Linked DNA regions of Mus musculus: region 2 is linked to region 1. The links are chromatin contacts, called in public HiChIP or PLAC-seq maps. All regions are on one chromosome and are shown on one strand. The core of a region is the stretch at or near the end of the contact, and the rest is flanking DNA. Distances in the headings are between cores, read along the strand shown.

Region 1 (3,479 bases), core at 484-2,983:
GCAGGAAGACAGAAGATTCTGGGAAATAGTGAGTATATAAAAAAGAGATTCAAGAGCACCAAGAAAGGACATAAACTAGAGGGTACCTGAATGCAGGATAGAATAAAGAGACTCAGAGCTAGACGCTGAGTGACTCAAAGAAAGAAGCTGTCAGGGACTGAAGGAGAGGCAATTAACCAAATGGAAGACATAGAATAGTTTGGATGGGATAAATAAATTATGAGTTAGCCAGGGAATGAGCCAAGGTTTATGGCCTAGGCATTTAATAATAAATAATTAGTCTCAGAGTCATCATTCCAGGAGCAGGACTGGGGGAAAACACTTCACAGAGTTTTGCTTGTGCACACATGTTTAGGGCTGACCACTGGGACTGGCTAGCCTAGGCAGAAGCGTGCCCCTGGAGACGACTTGTTTGCCTTCTCTCAGCAGCCACTGATGCCAGGAGCTCCTCACCTAGGGCTGGGGCCCTGTGACATTCCCTTATCCTCATGGTATGTCAGTTAGTGTCATCATTAAGCAAATCTTGTTTGGCCAGCTTTTAAAGGCAATAAAGCTACATTTTTTATTTTGTAGTCATACCTATCTTTTCCTTTGGGGGTCGATAATCAGATATCGTGCACATCAGATATTTACGGTATGAGTCATAACCTCATCAAAATTACAGTTATGAAGTAGCAACAAAAACGACACTGTGCTTAGGGGTCATCACAAGAGGAGGAAATACAGTAAAACATTAGGAAGGTCAAGAATCACTGGTCTACAGTCTCTTACACACTTTCTTCTCTGATCACTCTCACTTTGTCCCTTGGCTGGACTGGAACTCTCTAAGTAGACCATGCTGGTCTAGAACTCACAGAGATCCTCTGCCTCCTGAACGCTGGGAGTAAAGGTGTGGACTACCACACATAGCAAACTTTTTTTGGGGGGGGGGAGACAGAATCTCATATAGCCCAGGTTGGCTCAGATTTTGAACTTTCTGTGTTTGAGGACCTTCAACTTCCTCCCTCCTGTCTCCATTTCCCAAGTGCCGAGTTCACTGGTGTTTAGTTTATGAGTGCTGGGACTTGAACCCAGCACTTCCTGTGTGTTAGGCAAGCACTTTGCTAACTGAGCTACATCCCCAGCCCTATTGCAAATGACTTTTCTGAACTGTTTGCACATTCGGTCAGGCCCTTCTAAGAAAAGAACTGTAATAAGTGGAGTTCGTAAGCTTCCCGTACTGTAGACTCTAATTCAGAGCAGTCTATTCTAACTTGGCTGCTTGATCTTAGGTCTGGAGTGAACCCCCCTCGTCGGCTGTGGTTTTGTACCCAGGTAAGGCTAGCTGTTTATCGCACTATCCCACCCATCAGGTACTTTGCTTTCTTTCTTTTCAGCAAATCTCTCGCTGGCTCCGCAGCCCTGGCTAACCTGGAAATCCAGTGTAAATCAGCGTCACCCTTCCCATGCAGCAGCTTTAATGGGGCCACATTTACCCTGACTCCTCTCCACTTCAGATTCACTTTCTCTGTGGTAAGGAAGCTGTATTTTATTTTTAATTCTTATTTTTACATTTTATGCACTGTATAATTTAAAACGTTTTGTTGGTTATTTTAAAGTAAAGTAACCTTAACATTGACTCAGCCTCGTTCAGCTGGTTTAAACAAGCTCCCCCTGCAAGACACTCCCTGGATTGTCCTTGTATTCTACTACAAGGAACCTAAGACCTCAGAACTTGTCCAGTTGAACGATGGCTAAGACATTTCCTCATGTTTCCTGTTAACAGCCAGACTCTCTGTCATAAGACAAACTCAGTGACTCACTTCCCAAGGCAAGAATTTTTCCACAAGACCGTGAACATTCAAGCAAAAGGTCCTGTGAACAACCTGTGCCCCAAATGTCTCAGAGCCAGCAGGAAAACGGTCATTGGGATTCTTCCTCTTGTCTACATGGGCTCTGGGTCTGCTCCTTGTTAAGCTGTCTAAGAGCTGTGGCTTTGAACACGTTAGCTTCTCTTACACCCAGCTTTCAGATAGATCAACTTGGTCAGTGATGTTTTATAAAGTGCCATGAGGATTAAATAAAATAATACCTTTTAGGTACTTCAATAATATTATTGATATTTTTTCATTGTCATATGTCTTGTACATATGAGATGCCGAATAAATATTTGCTAAATGAATACATGGCTTCTGTAAGCCAGTGATGAAATGGAAAGTTTCACAGAGGTTTCTAAGATGGTAATTGAAGGCTAATAAATAAATGGGAAATGGCAGTTTTTTATTTTATCCTGTGACAGCCTAATAATAGTGCCTTTGTTGATCCATTAACAAATATTTTTGCATGACTAGACCTCAGAAGACCTCAGACTGATCCCTGGGCACAGGCACAGAACAGTTCCTGGCCCTATGTCATTGGATGCAAATAAGAAACTTAGTCTAAGCTCAAAAGAGTAACTGTAAAAATCTAGGAACTGTGTGTCAAAGGACTCTTGAGGAGAAACGTGGGGAGCTTTCAGAAATCAAGGGGAACTCCCCTATCCTTCCTCTCCCTTCCCTCCCTCTCTTCCCTCCCCCTCCCTCCTCCTCCCCTATCCTCCCTCTCCCCCATCTCTCCTCCCCTCATTTATTTCTCTGTAGCTAAGCTTCTTTTTCCTATACTGCATAGTAGAAGATGGCCACCTATGAGCTTTAAGTCTGCATAGTGTGTTCTGATCCACACTCATGGAAGAATCTGGCTGACCCAGTCTGTCTGGAGAGGCTATAGCAGAATTCTACCCTGGGTAATTTAAAAGGCATAGAAAATCGTAATTCATAATGGCACACAACTGTAACTCCCATTCTTGGGAGACTTAGGAGACCTCCAGGTGGAGGCCAATGTAGGTTCTCGAGCAAACTGCTTCAAAACATTTTTTATTAGCTCAAATTTCTGGAGAGTGGGGAAATCTAAGATTAAGACAACAGAGCTGGAGAGATGGCTCAGCAGTTAAGAGCACTGGCTGCTCTTCCAGAGGTCATGAGTTCAATTCCCAGCAACCACATGGTGGCTCACAACCATCTATAGGGGAATATGATGCCCTCTTCAGGCAGGCGGATGTATATGCAACAGAGCACTCATACATTAAATAAATAAAGTTAAAAAAAAAAAAAATGACAGCAGTGTGTGGCCAAGCCCTCCTTGCTGAAGCGATCACATGGCAGCGAGGCAAAAGAGAAAAAGGCAGACTGGCCTCCCAGGGTGGACGTGTTAATCCTTTCATTAGAACAGGCACCAGTTAATGGCTTTGCCTCTTAACTACTTTTCACAATGGCAACTAAATCTCAACAGGAGCTGGAAGTGCACGTTGAAACCAGCGCGGGGCGTACTTCAAGTCCCCACTTGAGGCCGTTCAAAGGCTTTTAGGAGAAGGAAATCATGGGGCATCTTAAGGGTACCGGAAAAGCAGTTCTAGGAGGCTGCCCCCAGGAGGTTGAAGGAAATATGACAGCATCTAGCAGTTC
Region 2 (3,479 bases), core at 593-3,092, 1.9 Mb before region 1:
GGAGTCGGATAGGGTTTTGCCTTCTCCCATCTACTCTTAGCTGCTCTACTTCAGGGTACTTCTTTGGGGACCTGCAATACCCAGGATGGATCTTCCCAATCTCACATACTGAAACTCTCCAACCAGTATCATACTTGCCTCCTAGCTCAGCCTTGCAGAGGCACGGTGGGGATAGTCTTGGCTTCCTCAAAAGGATCGTGGTTCCTGGTGCCTTCTTTGGACAACTGTGGTAGGTCACAAAATGGATTGCCATGTGGTCTGTGGCAAGGATGGGTCTTAGAAGAAAGGGCATCATATAGGCTCTCAGAAGCAGTGCGTTGAGAATGGGGAATATTGGTCCCAGTGTTGTCTTCAAGGTAGAAATGTCAGCGTTTGAATCTATATCCCAAACTGTCATATGTGGTAAATACAGAGACCACTGCCCAGACCTCTTTTATGCCAGTCTCTTTCAGAGGACAGGTATTTGGTTTTCCCTGGTTTTTGGCAACAGCCAAGAGGATCTAATTCTGACACCTGTATTCTGAGGGGGCAGCTGGACACAGCAGGGCAGATGAGAATATCTAAAATAGTTTTCTAGAACTGTATTTGTCTGTCAGCAGGGTGACAGCCATAGTCTTGGGACAGGAAAATAGAGACAGAGACAGAGAGACAGAGAGAGAGACAGAGAGACAAAGGGAGAGAAAGCGATCAGGCATAGATTTTTAAGTCTCAGAGTTTGAGATGCCCTGGAGCATTCTGGGTAAGTAGTGGTTTGGTGAGGGAGGGGGAAAAGAAAATCCATGGATCTTGTAACATTTAGGGAAAGGGAAAAGATTCAGCTCAGTGGCATGACTGGGCTTGACTAGACAGCTATAGTCTATGAGAACAAACCTGAGAGTCTCATCTGACCTCTGCTGAACTGGATGAACATCTTCGCTGCGATGCTCTTCTGACACAGAGTTTAGGAGCTCACAGTTGGAAACCACAGCTCCGTAGGGCTGTGGGATTGGCTTAGAATAGCTGTAATACAAAGACTGGAGAGCCTGAAACAGCCAAGTGCAGCCAGCCCCTCCCATCTCCACACTACTGCTTCAAACACTTGTAGACATGAAAGGCTTGTCAGGGGAATGTTAAGGGTAGCCAAAAGATGGAGATGGTAGTCTGTGTGAGAAACATGCTAGTGAAGTCCTGGGTGCTAAGCAGAGCGTTTGTGGTCAGCATAGTTGGGAACAAGTGGATAGGGATTCAGGCAGAGCTTGGCTTACAAAGCTAGGAGTAGGTGCACATCTTCATACCTGAGCCAGGCTCAGAGGCAGGTCGAGTCCTGCTAGGGTAAAGAAAAAGAAATGCATTCTCGTTTCACTTTATAGCAACAAGGAGGCAGAAGCCCAGCCCAGGAGAAATGATATGTGCAAGGAAGTGAAAGGGGACTGCTGGCTCCAAGTTTGAAGAGAAGAACCACTCCCTGGGGGTATGGAAGTTGGGCTAACAGCCAGACTGAAGGAGCTGATTTCTTGGAGCTATAAACCTAGAAATTCGAAGCACTGACTTTTTCCTTACTGAAAATGAGGTTTACTCATTGCTTAACCTAAGGTCTTTACAGAGCCCACATGGCATCCCATACAGACGACTAGAAGAAGAAGAGGAAGAGGAGGGAGAGGAGGAGGAAGAAGAAAAAGAGAGGAAGAAGGAGAAGGAGGAAGAGGAGGAGGGAGGGGAGGAGGAAGAGGAGGAGGAAGAGGAAAGCCAGGGGTCTCTAGGTGCACCAACTGGCCCCCTAGTTCCCTGTGTGACTTTAAGTGAGACTCACCACCTTCCTGAGCATCAATCATCCCATGTCTTACATGTTGGTGTTGGATCACAGCAGAGCTATGCAGCTGTGTTCCATGAAGCCAAGAGATCCAGGCAGGGAACACACAGGCTCCATCCTGGCAGATGCTCGGGGAAAGAACAAAGAAGCAGAACTTGATCCTTGATCCTCTGTAGCTTGGAGCAGTTCTGTTGTTAAGTTTAGTATGTTGGGTTTCCCTATAAGATTTTATTTGAAAGTCACAATAAGAGAGGAAATCAAAAAGAAAGGGAGCCAAGGAGAGCGTGAGGCTGGATGGTCTCCAGCCTGTTGCAGGCTGGCTGCTGTTTTCTGACTCACCCCAGTGTTCTGCCCACACTTTCAAGAACCACTTCCCTTCCTCTCTGCCACCATCTCAGGGAAGAATCCATAGCGTACGTAAGCCCAGAAAAAAGCCACTGCTTAGATCTCATTTCCCAGCTCTGAAGAGTGCTGGCTCACAGAGAAGAAAATTGGGGGATTTTGTGGGCTGAGTGGGAGGAGACCTGAGGCCCAGGGCTGTAAATCAGGCTTGGAGGTTTGGATTCCCAGCAGCCTGACCTTCAGACACCCTTCCCTCCTCCGGATACCTTCATGCTCACACTCAGGCACAGGGAAGCATGCCCAGCTTCACACTGCCCCTGGAAGCAGGGCCCACTTGGAAGAGCTGTTTTGATTTTTCAGGAAAAATTGCTCATAGCCAAACTTCCCTCCCCAAGACCAACACAGGCAGGGATTTCCTACGTGCTTGAACAAGGAATATTCTGGAAGTCTGTTGGCCACCGTCTGGCCAAAAAAAAAAAAAAAAAAAAAAAAAAAATTAAAACACAACAATAATAATACAAAAAACCCCACATAGCTAACATACCCACCTGAGGTAGAGTATCATATATAATTTTATTTTTGTTCCCTAAATAAGCCCTTCTGCTGCCAGTCTCAGTACATCTCAGATAGGCCTACTTGCCCATTGCCGACTCCACATGGCATGTCTCTCAGTTCCCCAATCCACAAATCCAGGAATTTCACAAGCTTGGGAAGTTGGCACACCAGAGAAACTGATTTCTTTTGCCCTTGCACAATTCCCCTGTCGATAGAGTGCGTCTTTCTGACAGGAAAGAGTTGGCTGAAACTACTAAACCTGTGTGGGGTGCTGGTGTGGGAGTCAAGGGTGCAAGTCCCTGGTCTTCCCTCTCTGTGGTCACCAGCGAGTCGCTTCCTCCTTCTAGGCCTGCTTAAAGACAAGGCTCCTCCATTCAGGTAGTTTGTATGCATAGCTTTCCTTGACCAAGTCTCAGCTGAAGGCAATGTGGAATACCTCGGCGGAAAATGATTCCGGAGATCGCTAAAACATCTGTTGTCGAAATCAGTCTTGCTTCCGGCAGCAGAACAATCCCTCATCCCCCGAAATCCCAGTGTGTCGAAGGTGAGGCTTGTAAGGACCAACTCAGAAGGTGAAAGCTCTGGTAGCGGTTACACCGCAGGTCTTGGAGCAGAGGCCGGTAAGTGCAGGTCTAGAGGGGCTCCTAAGAGAGCTTTTACCTAAATTAGGATTTAAAAGCCATGAACTTCTTGGACAAGGAAGAAAAGGAACACAGAAGAAGAAATATGGAAGGCAGGGAATTGGGGAATTTTCAGAAAGAGTCCCCCCAATGACTACAAAATGTGGGCTGAG

The links. HiChIP or PLAC-seq counts read pairs in DNA pulled down with a chosen protein or histone mark.
Region 2: a contact with region 1 is called in a FOXA1 HiChIP or PLAC-seq map of pancreatic cancer cells. The contact joins two enhancer-like sites. A contact is called at or near these places in 3 of 115 datasets of contacts at active chromatin or transcription factors (embryonic stem cells and pancreatic cancer cells) and 1 of 9 other capture datasets (embryonic stem cells).

The regions. Positions count from the first base shown.
Region 1 is chr16:23,165,620-23,169,098 of GRCm38.p6, reverse strand. No RefSeq gene overlaps it. Among named protein-coding and RNA genes, the nearest start is that of C730014E05Rik, 7.9 kb to the left of the region's middle. Within about 2 kb of position 1,733, at least 52 of the 459 cell types and tissues checked have an H3K27ac peak or open chromatin away from gene starts, as enhancers often do. A contact at or near this core is called in pancreatic cancer cells, where this site is marked.
Region 2 is chr16:25,040,829-25,044,307 of GRCm38.p6, reverse strand. No RefSeq gene overlaps it. Among named protein-coding and RNA genes, the nearest start is that of A230028O05Rik, 17 kb to the left of the region's middle. Within about 2 kb of position 1,842, at least 137 of the 459 cell types and tissues checked have an H3K27ac peak or open chromatin away from gene starts, as enhancers often do. A contact at or near this core is called in pancreatic cancer cells, where this site is marked.